Linked DNA regions of Hordeum vulgare: regions 1 and 3 are each linked to region 2. Evidence: chromatin contacts called from public Hi-C data. All regions are on one chromosome and are shown on one strand. The core of a region is the stretch at or near the end of the contact, and the rest is flanking DNA. Distances in the headings are between cores, read along the strand shown.

Region 1 (3,420 bases), core at 80-2,579, 230 kb before region 2:
TAACCGACATGTCCTTTAATCACGTCATTTGTAACCATAGCATGTGTGTAATGCGTCACTTCACAGGATATCATCATTATCTATAAACAGTGTTTATGAGAAGAAAATAGCTCCCGAATCACGGGCGACGTGTCTTATTACTCACAAAAAGCGTTATATACCAGTGCCCAAATAAATGTATGGGACATATACCTAATTGATATGCAACGCCGGACGCGACACATATCCTGCGATAGCCCCCGTAAGTGGACGTGGGTGATGCCCACGTAAGCATATAGACGAATGATTTTCCATCGGTTTTGGTAATTTCCATGCTTTGTGTAGCTTCCAGATGGTGATAGTTATTTTTTTTACATTTTCTTCGTTTCCTTGTTTCTTTATGGTCGTTTCTTATTTTACTTTTTCTCTTTTTGATTTTATTTTATTTCCTATTTCGTCTTTTCTGTTTTAATTGCAATTTTTTGAACATCTATTTGAATTCATTAACATTGTTCGAATTCGCAAACATTTATTTTCTGTGTTTCTTAGCCCGGTTCTTTGGTTTTTTCTAATTTTCTATTCTTCTCTTTCATATATTTTTCCAAAAAAAATGTTGAACGTGCATTTTAAAAAAAGCTCAGAGTGTATTAGAAAAAAGTTCACTATATGTTAAAATACTATTCACCATAAATTGAAGAAACATTCACCGTATATAAATAATGATCATTGTATACTTAAATTGTATTCAGTGCGTATATGGAAAAAATGTTCACCGTATATTAAATATGATCACCCTATATTAAAATACTGTTCAATGTGTGTTTGAAACAACTTCACCGTATATTAGAAAATATTTTGTGTGCATTTTGAAAATTGTTCACGACATATTAGATTTTTTTTTCATAGTACCAAAAACTATAAAAGAGGAAAAAGTAAAAAAAGGCAAATGAAAACTAGAAGAGAAACTATACCTGATTGAGACAAAGAAAAACAAATGAAAGGGGAAAATAAAATCACAAATCGTACTACGTACAGTAGGCTACATTTCCGTGCTTAGTCTACTTTTTTTTGCTAGAGATCCGATGTGCTACTAGGCTAGCCCACCCCACGCGCTGGGACGTTCGCCTAGTGAAGCACGCGACGCGAGCGTCCTGGTCGCAGGAAGCGGTACATAGCACATTAGCACCTCCCTCAACTCACACATGCACGTCGTTGTTGTGTCCGGAGATAGCGGGAGCTATCGATAAGATCAGGCGATAAGATCAGATGCGGTCCAAGACGGTCCCTGGCAAGCCGTAACGGGGCAGACGGCTCAGCGGACACACGGATACGCGACGAGTGAAGCAGCCCACGGTATCCAACCTCGCCATCACAGCATTCAAAGTGCAACGGGGGAGGCCCACGGTTGCATCCCGTTACTTGCACACGAACGTAACTGTCCGTCCCGTTCACTATCAAAGTCCCACGTGCGGTAGTCCCACAAGCTCCTCCTAGCAGCATCGGCCTTAGAGCTTCTACACCCGGACACTACACACTACACACCCGGACACTACACACTACAGTGCAATATGATCTCTTGCAAACAACCTTGTGGTTGGATGGTTAGAGGGACAGTGATATCCCCAGCCCATCAGGGTTCGAATCCTCCTGCTTGCATCAGGATTTTCGGCGATACGCTTTCAGTGGAAGCAGACGTTCCCGTCGACGACGAGGCGCCTACGGTGACTTTGTAAATCTCAAGATGATATGCCACGACGAGACGCCTACGGTGACTTCGTAAATCTCAAGATGATATGCCGGCTTAGTCTCTCGGAGGTGCTCATAGGGGTAGGGTGCGTGTGCGTTCATAGGGATGAATGTATGCGTGTGTATATGAGTACTTGCGTTTGTACTATGTTAAAAAATGATTTCCTAAACGCCCGCACACGCGTCCGGTCAATGACGGACGTATTCTTTATTTTCCGTCCGCGTAGCCACATTCCTCTTTTTTTCTGATATGTCCGATCACTTGCACGTGATTGATGAAAAGAAAAACGAAAGAAAGAAAAGAGTGAATAAAGAAAAGAAAAAGATGATCCGAAATGCGACTGCGTCCTGCGTGGTGGATTGATCGGGTGCATCGGCGAGTCCTCATATCCTCCTTCTCGGGAATATAACCCCAGGATTTAGCCAGTTTTATGGGGCTGGGTCAAGCCGCATGGACGACATGAGAAGATGGGCCAGATGACTTAGTCGACAAGCCACTAAGCGGCACATCACCAGAAGGCGGCGGCTCAAAGACGTAGAGGGCAAGAGACGCGAGAAGTTTTTCTCACATGGAAAGAAAGATAAGGTAGATTTGTAGTAGGACGCAGGTGTTATTTGACCCAAACTTTGTTGTAAACTTGGGGCTTCTACCTATATATAAAGGAGAAACCACAAGTCAGAAAGATCAAGTAAGAAAGCCCTAGAGCTAGGTTAGCGATTCTGCATCCTTGTAATCGATATTCCCATCAATACAACACAAAGCAGGACGTAGGCTTTTACATTCATTGGAGGGGCCGAACCTGGGTAAATCCGCCTCTCGTCCCCAATCAACCCCTTCGAGTCGCCACACCGCGACGATGGCCTCACCACTAAGTTCATTCACGAGGACATCTGCCGTGACAAAATCACGACAATTGGGAGTCCACCTGGGTAAATCCGCCTCTCGTCCCCATGGGGCTGTCACAAAGTGGAGTTGAGTTCTCGGAGGGAGCTCTTCCGGGATTTGGGAGTCGCGTGTTGGCTATGATGATCAAGAGTCGCCGCAACGATCGCTACATCGACAATGCAGGTTGGGGCATTAAGGTCGGCTTAGCAGAAACTAATCCACAGATCCCCTTTGATCAGATCTACGCAACGGTGCTCGGGTCGGACATCCACACCACCATCAACGATCCAACTTGGTGCGATCGATTTCAAGCTGGTCGTCATCACGTCTTCATCGGATTCACCCACGGGCTCAGCCTTGCGGATGAACCGGCGAGCAGTGAGAGCATCCTCGACAACTACAATCAAACTGACGAGTCTTTCATAGGAGACACTGGATCCATCTTTCCCCTCGGTCATGAACTTGGAGGAGCTCCGGAGGAAGAAGTTGTCGGGGAGCCAGACGATCCGCCTCGACAAGTCATTATTTACATGGCTGGAGGCGCGCCTGCACTAGGTCCATCCGCGGTAGGAGCCCTCAATGGGGCTGGCGGATCGAGCAAAACGCCGGCTCAAGCCATGAGCGACCTGGTGACCGAGATGACTAAACTCTTGGAGGATACAATCACCGAGGAGAACCGGGAAGAGCGTAATGCGGAACTAGCAAGACATCGCACAAAGATGGTCAAGATCCAGAAAGAGATCGACGCTGAAAATGTTTGGATGGTAGATACGGAGAGTCGAATCTATGACGAGTCAGAACGTTTACGA
Region 2 (3,266 bases), core at 335-2,834:
GCGAGGCGAGCAGGCCGCGGGGGGCTAGCGCGGCCGGCGGGGCGAGCGCGGCCGGCGGGGGGAGCGCGGCCGGCGAGGCGAGCAGGCCGCGGGGGGCTAGCGCGGCCGGCGGGGCGAGCGCGGCGGAGCGGGGCGAGCGCGACCGGCGGGGCGAGCGCGGCGGAGCGGGGCGAGCAAGGCCGGCGGGGCGAGCGCGGCGGAGCGGGGCGAGCAAGGCCGACGGGGCGAGCGCGGCCGGGCGGGGCGAGGGCGGCCGAGCGGGGCGCACGCGGTGGGCGAGGCTAGCGCGGCGGGCGGGGCTAGCGCGGCCGGGCGGGGCGAGCAAGGCCGGCGGGGCGAGGGCGGCCGAGCGGGGCGCGCGCGACGGGCGAGGCTAGCGCGGCGGGCGGGGCTAGCGCGGCCGGGCGGGGCGAGGGCGAGCGCGGCCGAGCGGGGCTAGCGCGTCCGGGCGGGGCGAGGGCGAGCGCGGCGGGCGGGGCGAGCGCGGCCGGGCGGGGCGAGGGCGAGCGCGGCCGAGCGACGTGGGATGATGGAGAGGAAAGGATGTGATGCGGTCAAAATATTATTATTTTTACCTGTCCATCCCCAACTAGCTCCAATTAGCACCTCTTTTCAGGGCTAGTTTTTTTGATGGGTTAGTTTGCATCTAACCCAAACTAGCCCATGTGTTTGGATAGTTTGGGAGCTAGTTCAGCTCAAACTAGCTCAAACTAGCTCTAGCGGTGGGATCCAAACAGGGCCATTGCATGGATATTATTCCCTCAACGGTTTGCAAGTCTACTAGCAAGACAACACTGCGTAACTGCATGCGCTATGTTATTGTTTCTTGCGGGAAATTGCATGCGCTTGTCGAACCAGCGCGTACGTACGGTCAGGGGTCAGCCAAAGGCTCGAACAAACGACGGCACCGAGGCGTACCGGGGAGGAAAGGGCATCCCCGGCGAGCTTGTGCGGCCGTGCGTGATGACTTGATCACGTCGCGCAGTCTAGCGTAGCGATCGGCCTGACACTGCTCGCTGCTGCCTGCGTGGGCGCCCGGGAGGGGGACGACCGAGAGAAGGGGGGCGTTGTGGGGAGCCCGGAAAAAGGTGGCACGCCGCACGCACGCACCCACGCACGCACGCTCGTTCCGGCCGGCCGTCCGGATCGGATCTACCAGCCCACCTCGGAATTAAAGACAAAAACCCTTCGCGAAGCAACGCAGCCCACGCGTCCCGGATTCCGCACGCCCGCCTCGGACCGCGACCTCCCCCTCCCCCTCCCCTCTCTCCTCCACGACGACGATGATGAGATGAGACCCAAAGCAGTCATTTCCTCCCGCCTCGCCTCGCCTCGCCTCGCCAGACCCGGGGCGGCACGTGAGCGCGCCTCGAGCAGCGCAGCTCCTGTCCCCTGCCCCCGCCGCGCCGATGGGATCGGGTAATAAGCGTCCGCCGTAACTATCGGATAAGCACCGTGCTTTGGGGTTCGGTTAGCCAGCCCTAATCGCACACCGGATTACGACGATTCGTTCGCGGGCGAGGGCACATGCCATGTGACCCCACCACCACTGCCCCCTCTTACCTACAGCTGTTTAATCTGCCCCCCCCTTCTCCCTCTCCCTCTCCCTCGCTTCTCCTCCCTTCTCTCTCTCCCTCCCTTTCTTTCTCCCCCCCCACCCCACCACCACCACCACCATCTTGACGGACTCCCCACACTCTCTCCCTCCTCTCCCTCTCCCTCTGCCTCTGCTCCCACTTCGGCAGACCGCTTCTCGCATGGTCTCAAGGTAGAGCGAGCGAGCTCCCACATGGATTGCCTGCGGCTGGCGGTAGCGGCGGCGGCGCTCCTTCTCGCGGCGCTCGCGGCGGCGGCCGACGACGCGCAGCTGCTGGACGAGTTCAGGATGGCGCTGCCCAGCCAGGCGCCGCTCGAAGGCTGGACCGCGCGGGAGGGCGCCTGCAGGTTCCCCGGCGCGGTGTGCCGGGGCGGGCGGCTCACGTCGCTCTCGCTCGCCGCCGTCACGCTCAATGCCGACTTCCGCGCCGTCGCCAACACCCTGCTGCAGCTCAGCGCCGTCGAGCGGCTCAGCCTGCGCGGCGCCAACGTCAGCGGCGCGCTCGCGGCCGCCAGGTGCGGCGGCAAGCTCGAGGAGCTCGACCTCTCCGGGAATGCCGCGCTGCGCGGCTCCGTCGCCGACGTCGCCGCGCTCGCCGGCTCCTGCGGCGCGCTCCGGACGCTGAATCTCTCCGGTGACGCGGTTGGTGCGGCCAAGCCCGCTGGCGGTGGCGGTGGCGGGCAGGGGTTTGCGGCCCTCGACGCCCTCGACTTGTCCAGCAACAAGATCGCCGGAGATGCCGACCTTCGCTGGATGGTGGGTGCCGGCCTTGGGTCTGTCCGGTGGCTGGACCTCGCCTGGAACAAGATCTCCGGCGGCCTCTCGGACTTCACCAACTGCTCCGGCCTGCAGTACCTTGACCTATCCGGCAACCTCATCGCCGGCGATGTCGCCGCGGCGGCGCTCTCCGGCTGCCGCAGCCTCAGAGCGCTCAACCTCTCCAGCAACCATCTCGCCGGCGCGTTCCCGCCCAACATCGCCGGCCTCACCTCGCTCACCGCCCTCAACCTGTCCAACAACAACTTCTCTGGCGAGGTCCCCGCCGACGCTTTCACCGGCCTGCAGCAGCTCCAGTCGCTGTCCCTCTCCTTCAACCACTTCAGCGGCTCCATCCCTGATTCCGTCGCTGCGCTGCCGGACCTCGAGGTGCTCGACCTCAGCTCCAACAACTTCTCCGGCAGCATCCCCGACTCCCTCTGCCAAGATCCCAACTCGAGGCTCCGCGTGCTCTACCTTCAGAACAACTATCTCTCCGGCAGCATCCCGGAGGCCGTCTCCAACTGCACCGACCTCGTCTCCCTCGACCTCAGTCTCAACTACATCAACGGCTCCATCCCGGAATCCCTCGGCGAGCTTAGCCGCCTCCAGGACCTTATCATGTGGCAGAACTTACTGGAGGGCGAGATACCTGCGTCTCTGTCAAGCATTCCCGGCCTGGAGCATCTCATCCTCGACTACAACGGGCTCACCGGCAGCATCCCGCCGGAGCTGGCCAAGTGCAAGCAGCTCAACTGGATATCCTTGGCGAGCAACCGGCTGTCTGGGCCGATCCCCTCGTGGCTTGGGAAGCTCAGCAACTTGGCAATCCTAAAGCTGAGCAATAATTCCTTCACCGGAAAGATACCCGCAGAGCTTGGTGACTGCAAGAGCTTGGTATGGCTGGACCTCA
Region 3 (3,365 bases), core at 784-3,283, 190 kb after region 2:
AGTGGAGGCGAGAGGTTGGCATGGACGTGCGGGTGCTACGGCGGCAAAAATAGAGCACCAACGCCGACAAGAACGTTCGTCAAGGTACAACGTGCTGTTGGGGAGCTATGTGGGTGCGGGCGGCGGCCTGACCACCGGAGTTGGGTGGCGACGACGTAGGCAGGGTGGCCAGGTGTGTTAGTTGTCCATGAAAGAGATGGAGAAATGACCAATGTATCACCGACTAGCATGCGAAGAGGGACAAGGACGGACAACGCGTGCATGTGTTCCGTGTTCGTGCCGACATGAACCCAAATTACATTTGAATCTGAAAGTTGATCACGCGCGGACAAAAAAGACACTCCTACTTTTACTTTCACGCGTTAGGCCATGATTTTGTCCGGTTGAATCTAAACAGACACGCATTGACAGTTTGCGTCGACACCTTGACGTTGCCCTAAGAGCAACTCTAGCACACCCCCCATCCCGCCCCGATCCGGAAAATAAATGCCAAAATACGGGTCGGGGCGGGAAAACCTGCACGATCAGACCACGCATCCCGCCCCGGTCCACAAATATTTTTGCGGGGCGCGGCAAAATCTCGGCCCCACCCCGCGTATTCGCGGGTTTCCACCTCGCCGCTGCGGTGCCCCGCATATGAGGGAAAGCGGTTGGGAGGGATCATTTCAGCCCGCGCTTTCCCCCACCAAAGCATATTTCGCGAATATGCTCTTTTACGGATCCGTTATGCGGTGTCTGCATCCGCGTCCGTACGCGTCGGTCCGCATAGATATTTTTAAACGAACTGCAAACACGTTTTACGGGCCGGGCGAATGCGGGGTGTGCTAGAGTTGCTTTAAGATGAACCTCAACAACTCCATGGTCCGTGTGAGCAGGAGGGGATCCCCGCGATTCGGAACTGTTCCTCGTCTCCCTGGCTCGTGGCGCCGGCGCGTTGCCCCGGGTGGATAGACGTGCAGATTTGTTCACCCGCTACGGGCCTACGGCCACGCCTACCGGTACGTGCATGTCACATCCTTCTCCGACGATCCATCCGCGACGGACGGCCATGGCCGCGGCTTTCGGCGCGCTTGATGTATTGATCGGCACGTGGAACCCTGGCGCGAACGCTGCGACGTGGCCACCCCGCACGGTGCCTATGCCCGTCCGGGTCCTTCGTACTTTTGACTCCCTGCTTGTTGTTATCAAAATGGAGCCGGTAGTCTGCTTTGCGCATCGCCGCACGAACGTAATCCTTTCACCAACCCTGGCAGGCTACTACTGTCAGGCCCGGCACACGAATCGCACGTACCGTGGCAAGATTGAAGTACGCATATGCTCCCTCCGTCCTGAGTACATGGAAGGTTGAAATACACATATGAATGGAACAAAAATACAGCAGATGTAAAGGAATTCTCCGTAGTAACGAACGATACGTTTATATTCCTTTAACAATCGAACGTTACCTTCGTATGAACAAAGTCACTGGTACGTGACGAAAGAATCACTCTCAGAAGTCACAAAATCCTGTCAGTCGAAAAGAAAAGAAAAAGGCCTATCACGACCCACTCGATCTCTTGGTAAACCAGACCGAGCCGATCGCATCCTACTTCTCGTTTCCTCACTCCGGTCAAGGTTCCTCCTATTAGTAAGGGCAGCTCAAAAAAAAAACTTTGAACACAATTTCAAATTAGCTTTTCTACCGATTGAGCTGTACAATAAAGTAGTCCCCAACTAATAATAATAATAATAATGATAAAGTAATCCCAACTAAACCACCATCCACATGCTTCGAGAAGTTTCTTACTTTGTGTTTTGAAAAAAGTTTGTTATTTTGGTCAACATGCAAAAACCATTTCTTGTCCAATGGCCAATTGCAGCGCGAGAGGGCAGGATTTCGAGATCTCATCCAAGACCTGGAATAAAGAAGCAGAAGCCGGGAAGGCTCCTTTTGACAAAATTTGATCTCTGAAGTGACAGCTGGCATGCACGCACCCTATCTTGTTAGCAACGGGTATTATTCACATGATCATTGCGTGATTGAGTGGACGAAAACCAATCCCAGCGCTTTATCTCACGAGCTGATTCAGCCCCTAGCGCAAGTTCCAGCTAAGTTCCAGGTCGGCCATGTATCCAGTTTTTTCGCTGTACGGCTGCCGAATTATAGGACTTCTGTCCGATGTTGATGGTGGTTACTCTGAATCTGGATTGCTTCCTCGTGACAGCTGCTTCCCTATATGGCTGGTGAAGATGAAGAAGATCAATCTGTTGTCAAATCGTGTGTTCCACATTCTCCTTCTCTGAATCTCGAGCTACATTCGGAGGGGGCAATATGCCGTGCAGGCATTATGTAATTTGCTGTGATATATTGCGATTTCAGTTAAGTATGGAAGCGATGACTGCAGAAAGAGAAGTGACACAAATATTCGGTTTTGCTATTAAAAGTTATAAGGGCTCGGCCCGCAAACTGGACACCACATTCGTCCGCGAAGGAAGGAAGACCGGTCCACGAAGACACATACGGAAGTCAGCCATTCAAAGCTATCCACATATATTTCAACATGGTTTAAAATAACTGAATGCATTATATGCAAACTAAATGATTTTCATTTAATCCAAATGAAAATATTTACATTTCACACGCGTTGTACCTTCTTAGTATGATATAGATGTTTTTTAATTCTTTTTTCTGTGGGCTAAATTTTGCTATGGCATGGCCTCCTAGGCTCGCGCGAGTACTAGATGATCTTTTATCCACCTCTTCGAGTCAAAAAAATCTAAGTCATTGTGATTTACCCTATTTTTTATATATTTTTCTCGACCATGCCATCATCGCCACCTTTGGACTCGCCGCTCATCATTATCGAACCAGTGCGGCCGCCCCACATCCGAGTCAGCACGTGAGATCCTCTCTCCTCGCACATCTTCTTCCCCTCCCCTCACACATCTTCTTCCCCTCCCCTCGCGCTTCCCTCGTTTACGGACGCCTGTAGAACATTAGTAGTGTTGAATTAGATTTAGTAGTGCACAATCCAATCATACTTAGTAGAATTTGATTTACTAGTGTAGAAATCAATTTTGTGCTTTGGGTGGAATATTTTTTAGTGTTGAATATGTTTTGGTGTCGAGTTGGATGCTTGTTTTTTGTGTTGATTTAGTAGTGTTCAATCAGATTATACTTAGTAGAATTTGTATTATTAGTGTATAAATCGATTTTATACTTATTAGTGAAGAAATTATTTTTAGTTTAGAACCAAATGCTATTCTTTGTGTTGGTTTAGTAGAGTTCAATCCGATTATACTTAGTAGAATTTAATTTGCTAGTCTAGAGACCGATTTTATGCTTATTAATGTTCTATTCAATCTTGTTATACTTAGTAAAATTT

The links. Hi-C and Micro-C count contacts between places; a contact is called where the count stands out from the background.
Region 1: a contact with region 2 is called in a Hi-C map of seedling, with 5 times the contacts expected there. The contact joins the enhancer-like site here to the promoter of LOC123444284 in region 2. A contact is called at or near these places in 3 of 6 Hi-C or Micro-C datasets (leaf and seedling) and 1 of 1 datasets of contacts at active chromatin or transcription factors (embryo).
Region 3: a Hi-C map of leaf shows a contact between it and region 2, with 1.9 times the contacts expected there. The contact joins the enhancer-like site here to the promoter of LOC123444284 in region 2. A contact is called at or near these places in 4 of 6 Hi-C or Micro-C datasets (leaf and seedling) and 1 of 1 datasets of contacts at active chromatin or transcription factors (embryo).

The regions. Positions count from the first base shown.
Region 1 is chr3H:464,905,985-464,909,404 of MorexV3_pseudomolecules_assembly, reverse strand. No RefSeq gene overlaps it. Among protein-coding and RNA genes, the nearest start is that of LOC123440178, 22 kb to the left of the region's middle. Within about 2 kb of position 1,329, at least 3 of the 3 cell types and tissues checked have open chromatin away from gene starts, as enhancers often do. A contact at or near this core is called in leaf and seedling, where this site is marked.
Region 2 is chr3H:464,681,267-464,684,532 of MorexV3_pseudomolecules_assembly, reverse strand. It overlaps LOC123444284 (brassinosteroid LRR receptor kinase BRI1), which reads left to right and starts at 1,584. Exons shown (of 1, transcript XM_045120961.1): 1 at 1,584-3,266. The coding sequence starts at 1,790.
Region 3 is chr3H:464,490,644-464,494,008 of MorexV3_pseudomolecules_assembly, reverse strand. No RefSeq gene overlaps it. Among protein-coding and RNA genes, the nearest start is that of LOC123444284, 190 kb to the left of the region's middle. Within about 2 kb of position 2,033, at least 3 of the 3 cell types and tissues checked have open chromatin away from gene starts, as enhancers often do. A contact at or near this core is called in leaf and seedling, where this site is marked.